Regions from separate parts of the Mus musculus genome. Here regions 2 and 3 are each linked to region 1. A link is a contact called in public HiChIP or PLAC-seq and promoter capture Hi-C data. All regions are on one chromosome and are shown on one strand. Each heading gives the region's core, a stretch centred on a gene start, on an enhancer-like site or on the middle of the called end of the contact. The rest is flanking DNA. Distances are from core to core; before and after follow the strand shown.

Evidence for each region. Promoter capture Hi-C pulls out the DNA fragments that hold promoters and counts their contacts. HiChIP or PLAC-seq counts read pairs in DNA pulled down with a chosen protein or histone mark.
Region 2: a promoter capture Hi-C map of trophoblast stem cells shows a contact between it and region 1, with 2.1 times the contacts expected there. The contact joins the enhancer-like site here to the promoter of Atg4c in region 1. A contact is called at or near these places in 3 of 39 promoter capture datasets (the C10 cell line, stem cell-derived epiblast-like cells and trophoblast stem cells) and 2 of 115 datasets of contacts at active chromatin or transcription factors (bone marrow-derived macrophages and embryonic stem cells).
Region 3: an H3K4me3 HiChIP or PLAC-seq map of forebrain shows a contact between it and region 1, with 4 times the contacts expected there. The contact joins the promoter of Foxd3 here to the promoter of Atg4c in region 1. A contact is called at or near these places in 2 of 39 promoter capture datasets (the 3T3-L1 cell line and second pharyngeal arch cranial neural crest), 1 of 484 Hi-C or Micro-C datasets (embryonic stem cells), 7 of 115 datasets of contacts at active chromatin or transcription factors (astrocytes, embryonic midbrain, embryonic stem cells and 4 more) and 1 of 9 other capture datasets (adipose tissue).

Annotation. Positions count from the first base shown.
Region 1 is chr4:99,192,179-99,195,683 of GRCm38.p6, forward strand. Atg4c (autophagy related 4C, cysteine peptidase) reads left to right here and starts at 1,756. Exons shown (of 11, transcript NM_175029.3): 1 at 1,756-2,274.
Region 2 is chr4:98,846,312-98,850,245 of GRCm38.p6, forward strand. No RefSeq gene overlaps it. Among named protein-coding and RNA genes, the nearest start is that of I0C0044D17Rik, 24 kb to the left of the region's middle. Within about 2 kb of position 1,475, at least 22 of the 459 cell types and tissues checked have an H3K27ac peak or open chromatin away from gene starts, as enhancers often do. A contact at or near this core is called in embryonic stem cells and trophoblast stem cells, where this site is marked.
Region 3 is chr4:99,654,318-99,658,253 of GRCm38.p6, forward strand. Foxd3 (forkhead box D3) reads left to right here and starts at 1,982. Exons shown (of 1, transcript NM_010425.3): 1 at 1,982-3,936. The coding sequence starts at 2,308. The coding sequence ends at 3,717.

The DNA.
Region 1 (3,505 bases), core at 506-3,005:
CACCAGTGAATCCCATTCCCCCTAACTATAGTTCATCAGCATTCCCACCCAGTCACTACTGGAAATGTTCTCTCCCACTGCAATTCCAGTTTGGTGCATGAGTATGAAAAGCAGCAGACTCTTTTCCATGATCATAGATTTTAAATATTTACTTGCTTGTACTGCATAATTTAGCACACTGGAGTCGGAAAGGGGTTTATATGGTAGTGGATTCCTTGCCAGTGTTAGAGAATAGAAAGTCCCTCTGTGACTCCCTTGTGAGACTGTAAAAATGTAAGGCATTACCGTTTCCTTTTCTAACCAATTAAAAAGTTTGTTTTACCATAAATCTGCAGAAAGCCTCTGCTTGTGGTATACATATAATATACCATACTTTTCTATAGTTAGCATATAAATCCAAGCCTCGGTTCTCATGGTTTGTTAATATAGTATGACAAAAAATTAAAATACAGCCATTCTGGTAGCACATGTGTGATGGTAAATCTCGGTGGTCAGTTTGACTACATCTAGAATTAATTCAGACCAAAGCTGCTGGGTACTGTAGTGAGGAGTTTTCTTAATCAGATTATTTGAAGAAGAAAGACCCACTCTAAATTTAGACCACATTTTTTTGGTAGCAGTCCAAATAAAAAAAAGGAAGGAAACTGTTCTACATCCATTTGCCCCACCTTTGCTGGCAAGTTTATTTGTCCAGTTGCTGCCAGTACTAAATCCAATTTCTTTGGAATTGAAATGAAGACAGTGCTCCAGGAATCTTCCAGGATCCAAGTGCCAGAATGGGATTTCTGAGACCTGTAGCCTCATGGACCAATTACCAGAGTCTTGGCCTTTTCAGTGTGAGACAGCCATTGTTGAACTACCTGGACCACATCCTGTAAGCAAGTCTAATATACACTCCTCTTATCAGTTCTGCTTCTTAGAGAACCCTCATACAAGTCCTTATAGAAGTTATGAGAAGGACAGCTTGTGAGATCTGTGCTATCTCCTCTCCAAGTCATCAGAAAGTGTTCTGCATTTCAAAATATGAAACAAACTATCCAAGCAGACAAAGGAGCAGATACCTTGTTATCTATGCTAATAAATGACCCTCTTGTTGTCTTGTTATACCCCTGTCCGGCCCATGTGACTGGTGAATAAATTGCTCTAGTAATTAATTCTAGGCAACTGTTTTCATGAGACTAACATGAAATAACTTTCCCAGCGTCCTAGCACAGATCTCTTATTCCAACACTAGGGGATTGAGAGAAGATAATGAGTTCTGGGTCAGTCTGGCTGTATTGCAAGTCCCTATCTTCAAATAAAACGCCACTCAATTCTAATCGTGAAACAGTTAAAATTCAAAGAACATATTTTGTATTCCAGAAGGCGTTCATTCTCTCGATGTTTAACTGTTTAACTGTCTGGTAGCAGAGATTGTTGATTTTTTTCCCCCTTGTAGTTTCTGCTCTTATTTCTTATGTATTGCTCCAACAGTCTGCGTTACTGAAAACAATATATTAGTAGAATTACATGTTGACATCATTTAGTATATCTCTCCCGATTTTTTTTTTAAAGGCAGGTCCTGTACTGTAATTCTTAACATGAATCTGAATGTGAAAACTGAATGCTCCACCAGGATGTAATCAATACCCCATACCACAGCTTGCCTTGGAGTAGACAGACTGTTAGTCTTTTAATCCAAGTGGGCTTGGTTTTAAGGACCCAGAGCTCTGTGCATGCTGGATCTTGTAGTCCCGAAACCGCAGACGCTCACCGTGCGTGGCGGGTAGTAGCTGAAGTCCAGTAGTTACAGTTACGAGGGACAGCTGTAAATCTAACTTGGGCCTGCCCCTCACAAATGAACTGCTCTAGGCTCTGAGCTTGCAGCCCGGGAGCTTAGGGTCTCCGACAGGGCTTCCTGCAGGACCGCGGCCTGCGGAGGCTTCGGTGTGCTGTGCTACGGTGGCCGCGCGGGGCCGCGGGCCGCACGTCCTGCGGTGCGTACGCGCTGTTCGGAGCGGCTGCTGGAGCCGACGCGCGTCTGGTGTGGGGACTCCTGCGCGGCTGTACAGTTATCCAGTCCCGTGTCGCCGAGGGGTCGGCTCGAGGCTGGCGGAGTGGAGAAGGTTGGAGCTTGGTGTTTGTAGTCTACGAATGGCCGGTTCTGGGGGCGGCCCTGCCCTTGGTGCAGACCCGTGGCCAACCGTCTGGGTTCCTGGAGGGTTTTGGAGCCTCTCTCGATTCTGCTTCCTCCTGAGGGTTATCTTCTGACGACTCCTCCTCGCCCTTTGAACTGTAAGCCTTCCAGTGGCCGGCTGTTCTACCCTTCTTGACCAGGAAAGGTTTTCTCCCTAGCCGCCGTATCCCATTGACTCTTCCTTGTTTCTCTTCATTTAAAACAAAAAGAGTGTATGTGTGGGAAATGTTAGATCTCAATCTGTCCGTCTGTAGCCCCGTTGCCCCTTTCGTTGTTTGAAACCGCAATCTGTAGCATTATATACCCTGGCTGTGCTAATAACGCTGACTTCATAGACCGGCTTTTGCTCATTCTCACATGCCCACCCACATCTGAGGGTTATTGAAGTTGGAAACTCAGACTACAATCTTCCGTGCGATGACCCGACATCACTGGGTCAGCTCAGCATAACTCTGCTTGAGTTTATTTTCTTAGGGTTTTTGTCGTATATTTTTGTTATCTTTATTGATTACTTTTCCACACGAGGTTCATTGCGACCTCGGGGCTAAGACTGTATTATTTTATAGCTTTTTAATCTTTGAATTACTTAGGTGAAGATTTCCTTCTGTTTGTTTACCTTTTCTGACCTTACATTCCCTTGGGAGTTTGGAATTGATTTTGTGTCAGTTGATAGCAGATAGACACAAAGGAGTGATCTTTCCTGCCTGCTGCTTGTGGCTTTTAATTAGATTATGAGTCTTTGGAAGTGCCCAGAGGGATTGGAAAGGTTTTGAAATGTATTTTCGGAGTTTCAAATGATAAAGCTTTTATTTTTCCAACTAGGGAAGAGTTCTAATTAGTCTAGTGTCTGAAGCTAATTAACTGGTTCACCTGCCATAAGAATTTGAGAACTGAAGTTAAAAACTGGGCAATGTGAGGGATTGTCTACATTAGTAAAATGAGTTTAGAGGCCCCCTTAATTGATGCTTTTTCTATAAAAGGGGATGCACATATATTTTAAAAAGAATATTTTGTTATGTGGGTGTTTTTCTACACATATGTCTGTTCATCATGGGTATGCCTGCTGCCCCCTGAAGTCAGAAGAGGGTATGTGATCTCTAGGGACTGGAATTGCTGATGATTACCTTGGGTGCTGGGAATCGAACCAAGGTCATCCACAAGAGTAGCCAGTGCTGGTGACTGCTGAGCTAACTCTTTAGCCTGGATACAAATATATTGAAAAATGTTTTGTGAAACTCTTTTTTTGAAGCTTTGTTCTTAGTAGTCTGATAGAATTGGTTAATGCTTTTGTATTGCTATTTGCTAATGTTATACACAGAGATATTTGGT
Region 2 (3,934 bases), core at 225-2,724, 350 kb before region 1:
GGTTCTCATTTTAATCCTCCTTGTGGGTTTTATTGCTTAGTTCTTCCGTAAGGATGTATGAAGCACACACAGAAAAATGACAAACCTGTGTGATGGGAAGTTCTCTAAACCATTTGTAAGTGTCCACTTCAGTGGCACCAATTATACCCTGAAGGTATTCATTGACACAAATACCCATTTCCTGAACGTTTTACAACCTGAATCAAAACTGTGTCTGTTAAGCAGTAGTTTCTCACAGATGTACACATTCTTATCCCCACTTCAAAGGGTTAAGCACTTAGCCAACAACTGCATAAAACTGAGTGGCTTGGGGGCGGGGTGGATAGAGAGATGGCTCAGTGGTCAGAATGTGTATTGCTTTTGAGGACCCAAGCATGCACATTGGGCAGCTCACAGACACGTGGGACTTCAGCTGCAGAGACCCCATTTCCTTGGGGTCTTCAGGGGCACCTACACTCATGTGCACACACTGCCCTTCCTCCATATACATATAATTACAAGTAATAAAAAAACAACTTCAAAAAGCAGGATGAGTGGCAGATGGGTTTTGTGACGTTAGAACCCATGGCTTTCTTGCTGTCTGGACTTCTGTAGAAGAGCTTCATTTCTAGGAGACCATACACCAGCTGAATAAATGGAGAAGAGAAACCCAGGACTGTCCTGATGGATACATGAATGTTATTAGATAAAATGAATGTTATTAGATAAAATCCAGCTTCCTTTCATCACTAAAATGTGAACAAATTAGAGACAGGAAGAAAATTCTTTATCACTGCAATGATGGTATTCTCATCATCAATGACACCGAGGGAGGAGGATGGTGAGTTTGAAGCCAGGTTGATCTATATCTTGAGTTTCAGGCCAGCCCGGCCAACTAACGACACCCTGTCTAAAAACCCAACAAATTTTAAAAGGAAAGAAAGGATAAACTTTACATAACAGAAGCCATATGTGACAAGCCAACAGCCAACACACCAGGAAGGGCTGGAATCTGCCTGAGAGGAAAAGAGTAAGAATTCCAACATGACTCAGGCAGTGTTGGTTCAAACTTCTAGAGTCTGACACCAGGCAATTCTTTTTAGACAGATTTAAATTTAGTTCAACCTTGGAAAAGAAAAGTTTTCCCCAGTGACAATAATCAGAATAAAGCTTAAGACGTGACTGTATCAGAACTCTATTGGAAAGTAAACATGACCTCTTCCATAGGGAGGGGTTCTATGGCCTAAGAGCCTGGTGGGGTCTCTAGGTCATCACAGAGGTCATCATGCTACAAAGTACTTGGAACAAGTTCCCTAGAGATGGATTCTATTGACAGAGAAACAATGCTAAAGATAAAGTCCTGGGGGATGGGGATGGGGGAGTCTGGGACAAACATAATAGCCCGAGGGATTCGGGTGTGGTCTGACCCTATAGATAGCACAGGTCACCAGGATGGTAACTATGTCCACTCCCACCTTTCCAGGCGGAAAACAGAAATGCATCCATTCTTCTGAGGAGATAACCTTGCATGTTTAACATTCCTGGCTCCCATAGTGCAGGGTTTGTCAACCTGTAGGTGTTCACACAGAAGGGGTTACATAGCAAGTATCGAGCATTTCAAACATTTACATTATGATTCATAACAGTAGCAAAATTAAAGCTATGAAGTAGCAATGAAATCATTTTGTGGATGGCAGTCATTACCACATGAGAAACTGTATTAAAGGATTGAAGCATGAGGAAAGTTGAGACTCACTGCCCTAGTGTTTATCTGTGAGAACAAGGACCTTGTGCCCTCTACAACATGACTGTGCATGGAGAAGAACCCCAGAGACTCCATTAAAGCAATATTATTAGAACATTGGCAAAGTTATGAAGTACAATTATCAGCATGGCTATCAAGTGCTGATAGTGTATCAACCCAAACAAAAGTCAAGAAAGCAACACCATCTACAATATCTACAAAATATCAAGGTATGATGAACGAGATAAAGTTTCTCTAGTGAAAAGCTTAATAAGTGAGCCCCAGGACAGCCAGGGCTATACAGAGAGAAACCCTGTCTCAAAAAACCAAAAAAAAAAAAAAAAAAAAAAAAAAAAACCAAAACCCAAAAAAAAGCTTAATTGAAAAGAAGCCATCATAAGCAATTGGAAAGACATGAGTTCCTGGGTTAGGGTGGCCAGCACTGATAGCTAGACTGTCCATACAACCAGAGCAATCTACAGATTCAATGTTCCTTATTAAAACACTAAAGATGTCTTCTCTCTCTCTCTCTCTCTCTCTCTCTCTCTCTCTCTCTCTCTCTCTCAATTATTTATGAAACCTCAAAGACAGAAACAAACAGAAAACCTTTCAGTTATCTGAGAGGAAAGAACCTCAATTGAAAAACATGTGAAGATGCTAGACCCCACCACCACTCGTCTGGCATTTTGTTTATAGTTAATTTAAACCAAGGATATTTCCACAAGAGCCTTGAAGTCACTTGTACTCCCACTGAGCAACCTTGAGCAGTCCTACAGAATCTGTGCACTGGGGCCACCAGATGCCACATAGGAAGCCCATTTGCTTGCTCTGGCTCCTAATGGCTGATGATTGCCCAGGAAGTAGTCTGGAGAACAGTTGCCTATGATGTCACTGCCAAGGCTCTCAGGACAGGCTGTGCCCTGACCACACTGAGGGAACTGCTGCTCCCAACAGCCTCTGCCTGCTGCTCTGGTGGAGGAGGTACGTGATGGCCAACCTGAAACCTGGCTGTCAGCATCATCTCCAGCAGCAGGTAGGGTTTGTTCCAGGTACCTGAAGTGCCACTGAGATGGTCACATGCCCCAGATCCAACATCTCTCCTTTGCTCCCACTTTCTGCAATGACAGAAACTGGTCCAAGTTCATCAGCAGCCCTGACAGCTCAATTTGACAATATCCCTTTGTCCTCTTTCCAATAGAGCAAACACTAAGTGTTGGCTCTTCAGAAACCACCCACAGCAATTCACATCACAGCCAGGGCTTCACCCCAATCACCAACAAGAGGCACTGTCACAGCTTTCCCCCCAGACCCCAAGCTGGGTACCTGGTTCATATTTTTATAAATTGGATCTAGAATATATATGCTACAGATTTTACAAAACAAACAATGCTCTCCCCCCAACCCCTGGAAAAAAAGACAAAAAAAACAAAAAACAACCTAGAAACTGAAGTTTTCAGAAAAAGAGCCACACTTGTGGTAAAGACTCTGCATGGTTGATTGGCCAGTTGAAACTTTGTATTTGTGAGAGTTACAACGTTGTAGATCCAGTGCCAGTTAGCTTGAGCTACCATTAGCCTAGGTAATAGCCATTAGTTGCTTGTTTCTGTGTCTGACACAGTATCTTGTGACTACTGAGTAAATCCTTTCAGAATGAATTAATTAATAAACCACTAACTTTTAGTGATCGAAAAGCTAAGATAGTCATCAAATAGCATCTAAATAAAACCTAGAGCAAAGATTTACCCAATTTACTGTAACCTGCCTATCCAGTGTTTTCAGTGATATGTTTGAGTAGTACCTGAGGCCCCGAGTTCCATCCCTAGCAATGTAAAAAAAGAAAAAAAAAAAAAAAAAGAATTTGAGCATGTTTTAAAAGTAAACATTTATTAAATGTTAGTTATTGTTCAAAGCAAATGATTATTAAAGTTTAATAAACAAGCCGGGTGGTGGTGGCGCACACCTTTAATCCCAGCACTAGGGAGGCAGAGGCAGGCAGATTTCTGAGTTCGAGGCCAGCCTGGTCTACAAAGTGAGTTCCAGGACAGCCAGGGCTACACAGAGAAACCCTGTCTAAAAATCAAACAAACAAAAAGTTTAATAAACATTTCTAAATAAAAGTGTATATGATTAATGTCTGATTTTTTAACCCCTTTGGGAGTTTTTAAATGTTTCCTTGGTTTTTATTATCTGTGTATGTGTGAGTACCTGCAC
Region 3 (3,936 bases), core at 732-3,231, 460 kb after region 1:
CCGCCCCCCAAGCCTGTAGCCGCCCAACTCGGAGCAGCATTGAAATCCATACGCAAAGAGCTACTGGTATTGATGGGAGAGTTGTGTAATGGGATAATCGTCAACCTGTGGTGTCCTAATGCCTGTAAAAATGCAATTTTGCATATTAAGATATTTTATTAATTTGATGTAACTAGGAAAAATGGCTCTAGGTGACGATACAGAATCAGAGGCACACTGGCAACCTGGAAGTACCTAACTTTTTCGCTGTTTCCTATAAACAATACAGAAATTGTTTCCTCCCTGACTTCCTCCTCTCATTCTCTTATAACCTGGGGTTCATAGATCCTTCCCCTAGGCCTTCAGCACACAAATTAATCGGGTTTCAAGAAGGCTCAAATCGGTAAGTGCTCTCCTCTGACAAAGAAGCGGCCTAAAAGCGAGGGGGGTGGGGTTGGTCAGGGCGACCAAGGTCATCTCAAACCACTCCGGGCTGGGAACACCAGTTCCCCTCGGACGGACGTACCGAGTCCACTCACCTCAGCAACAGCAGGCGCTGACCCTGGGTCACTTTAAAGTCCCCACCCCAGCATCTCTGGGATTTCCCAGTCTCTCCTACCAGAGCTGACATTCCTTGTACTTCACGTGCGCTGGACACATCCTCGCCTCTTCTTTGGCGCAGATTTCTACAGAAGTTAAGTCTTGGATAGTTTATTCACACTTTAAGAGATAACCCACATTAGTTAGCAGCAGAGGTGAGCCCACTCCCGCCAGCACGCCCTGGGACACTGTGGTTCCTTGGAGGTCGTGCCCTCCACTCGGAAGTATACGCCAGCTCCCCCCAGTTTTCCAACCCCCCCCAGTCGGTGCGCCACGTCTAATAACAAGGCCCAAAGCCTCTTCCCCAATCCTCTCCACTTACCCAAGACCGCTGCCAATGCCTGCTCCGTTTCCAGCTCATTTCCGACTTTTTCTGTGCTAAGTCGTTTAACAACTCCAACAGCCAGTTATGACGTCTTTGTTTATAGGTTCCCTGCTATTTTACGTCCTTTTTATTTCTCTGCAACTATCCTAATAGGTTAATCGATAGCTATTCTCTGACCTCGGGAAACCCCAGCTGATGGTGTTGTGACCGTTGCGAATATATATATATATATATATATATATATATATATATATATATTCCTGCGTCGTGCCCGGAAAGCTAGGGTAAGACTTGAGTAGTTAGATTTGGGGGTGATGCGAGGCACATCAGCAGATGTCTTTTCTCTGGAATAGCCCTGAAACAGGAGGGGGTCTGAGGCCTAATTAGCAAAAGGAAGCCGGATGTGTTCCTTTAATCCTTGAATCGAAAACAAAACCCCAAAGCAAATCAAAATAGTAAGTTTTTTTCTTTTCTTTTCTTTTTTTTTTTTTTTTTAAATCACAACCTTGTTCTGCATTGCCAGTTGGTCTATATAATATTAGCAAAGAGGGGAGGGCAGGGTAGTAAGAAAAATGCAGGGGGCGGAGAGGGCAGGGTGGTAAGAAGCCCTACAGTCCGGAGGACACTCTTAGGCCCACGCCCTCTCCACCCCCACCCACCCACTCTCACGCCCTCCCTGAACCCCACACCCGGCTCCAGCGTGGGCAGGGGTCTCCCAACAGCCCGAAGAGCTTTCGGGGCCTGCGGGATGCTAGCGCCTAGTCGGTGAGGAGTTGCGCTTCTGTCGTCCCTTTGTTGACAATTCCCTGAACCAACTTGAGTTTGGCCAGCTCCACGGCGGCCCTGACGTCACGCGCGGTCACGTGGCCCCGCCTCCCTCTGGATCTTTAAGTAGAAAGTAATCTATCAGGCCAGTCCTTAAAACGGGACTTTCGACTACCCAGGCTTGGCTTCCCTGTCACCACCCCCCCAACCCCCAACCCCGCGGTCGCCCATGCCCGCGCCCTCCAGAGCTGCTTGGAGCCCGGCGTCCCGCGCTTGCCTGGACCGCTCCTGAACCCCACGCCCAAACCAGAGGTCGAGGAAGGCTGGTGAAGTGAGGGGGTGCGGCGTGGAGAAACCTCCGGGGTCGCGAGCAGTAGCTGTCTCCTCGTAGAGAAGCGTCGAGGACCGCAAGAGTTCGCGGAGCGCGGCTGCGGAGCGCAGCGCCCGCACCGCGCGATGCCAGGCCTCCTCGTGTGAGCTGACCCGACAGGGCCCCGAGCTACCTGTGCCCTCTCCCCCCCCCCCGGCTTTCTTTCGGGGGACACTCACACCTCCTTTGCCTGAGCTCCGCGGCCGCCCCTCGCGGCCCCCCTCGCTCTCTGCTCGCTCCTGGCCGCCGCCACCAACCCCGCGGAGGGATGACCCTCTCCGGCAGCGGCAGCGCCAGCGATATGTCCGGCCAGACGGTGCTGACGGCCGAGGACGTGGACATCGATGTGGTGGGCGAGGGCGACGACGGGCTGGAGGAGAAGGACAGCGACGCCGGGTGCGACAGCCCCGCGGGGCCTCCGGACCTGCGCCTGGACGAGGCGGACGAAGGGCCACCGGTGAGCGCTCATCACGGCCAGTCTCAACCGCAAGCCCTGGCACTGCCCACCGAGGCGACCGGGCCGGGGAACGACACGGGAGCTCCGGAGGCCGACGGCTGCAAGGGCGGCGAGGACGCGGTGACAGGCGGCGGTGGGCCCGGCGCGGGCAGCGGGGCGACGGGAGGTCTGACCCCGAACAAGCCCAAGAACAGCCTGGTGAAGCCACCCTACTCTTACATCGCGCTCATCACCATGGCCATCCTGCAGAGCCCGCAGAAGAAGCTGACCCTGAGCGGCATCTGCGAGTTCATCAGCAACCGTTTTCCGTACTACCGGGAGAAGTTCCCCGCCTGGCAGAACAGCATCCGCCACAACCTGTCGCTCAACGACTGCTTCGTCAAGATCCCCCGCGAGCCGGGCAACCCGGGCAAGGGCAACTACTGGACCCTGGACCCCCAGTCCGAGGACATGTTCGACAACGGCAGCTTCCTGCGGCGCCGGAAGCGCTTCAAGCGCCACCAGCAGGAGCACCTGCGCGAGCAGACGGCGCTGATGATGCAGAGCTTCGGAGCCTACAGCCTGGCGGCGGCGGCGGGCGCAGGACCCTACGGCCGCCCCTACGGCCTGCACCCCGCGGCGGCTGCGGGCGCCTACTCGCACCCCGCGGCGGCGGCGGCGGCCGCGGCTGCTGCGGCGCTCCAGTACCCGTACGCGCTACCACCCGTGGCTCCCGTGCTGCCGCCCGCAGTGCCCCTGCTGCCCTCGGGCGAGCTGGGCCGCAAAGCGGCCGCCTTCGGCTCGCAGCTCGGTCCGAGCCTGCAGCTACAGCTCAACACCCTGGGCGCCGCCGCGGCAGCCGCGGGCACGGCGGGCGCGGCGGGCACCACGTCGCTCATCAAGTCCGAGCCCAGTGCGCGGCCGTCGTTCAGCATCGAGAACATCATAGGCGCGGGATCCGCGGCGCCCGGGGGCTCGGCTGGGGGTGGTGGGAGCGGCGGCGGAGCCGGGGGTGGCGGGGGCAGTGGGGGCGGCGGCGGCGCGCAGTCCTTCCTGCGGCCGCCCGGGACTGTGCAGTCGGCTGCGCTCATGGCCACGCACCAGCCCCTGTCGCTGAGCCGGACGACTGCCACCATCGCGCCCATTCTGAGCGTGCCGCTGTCTGGACAGTTCCTGCAGCCCGCAGCCTCAGCCGCAGCGGCTGCGGCCGCCGCCGTGCAAGCCAAGTGGCCCGCTCAATAGTGATGAGCTAGTGGCCGGGCCGGACGGCGGCCTCTGGCAGCAGCCTGCTCTTCCAGGCGGTACGCCCTCTCTGATCCTGGTCCATCTGTCCTGGTCCTGGTCCTGGTCCCTCTACCCAATCCTGGACTCTGCTACCCGCCCCCGACTCCCCAACACTGACCAACAGCGGCCTCCATCCCCTCACTCACCTAAGCTGGCGGAGCAAACTCAACCCGCGTC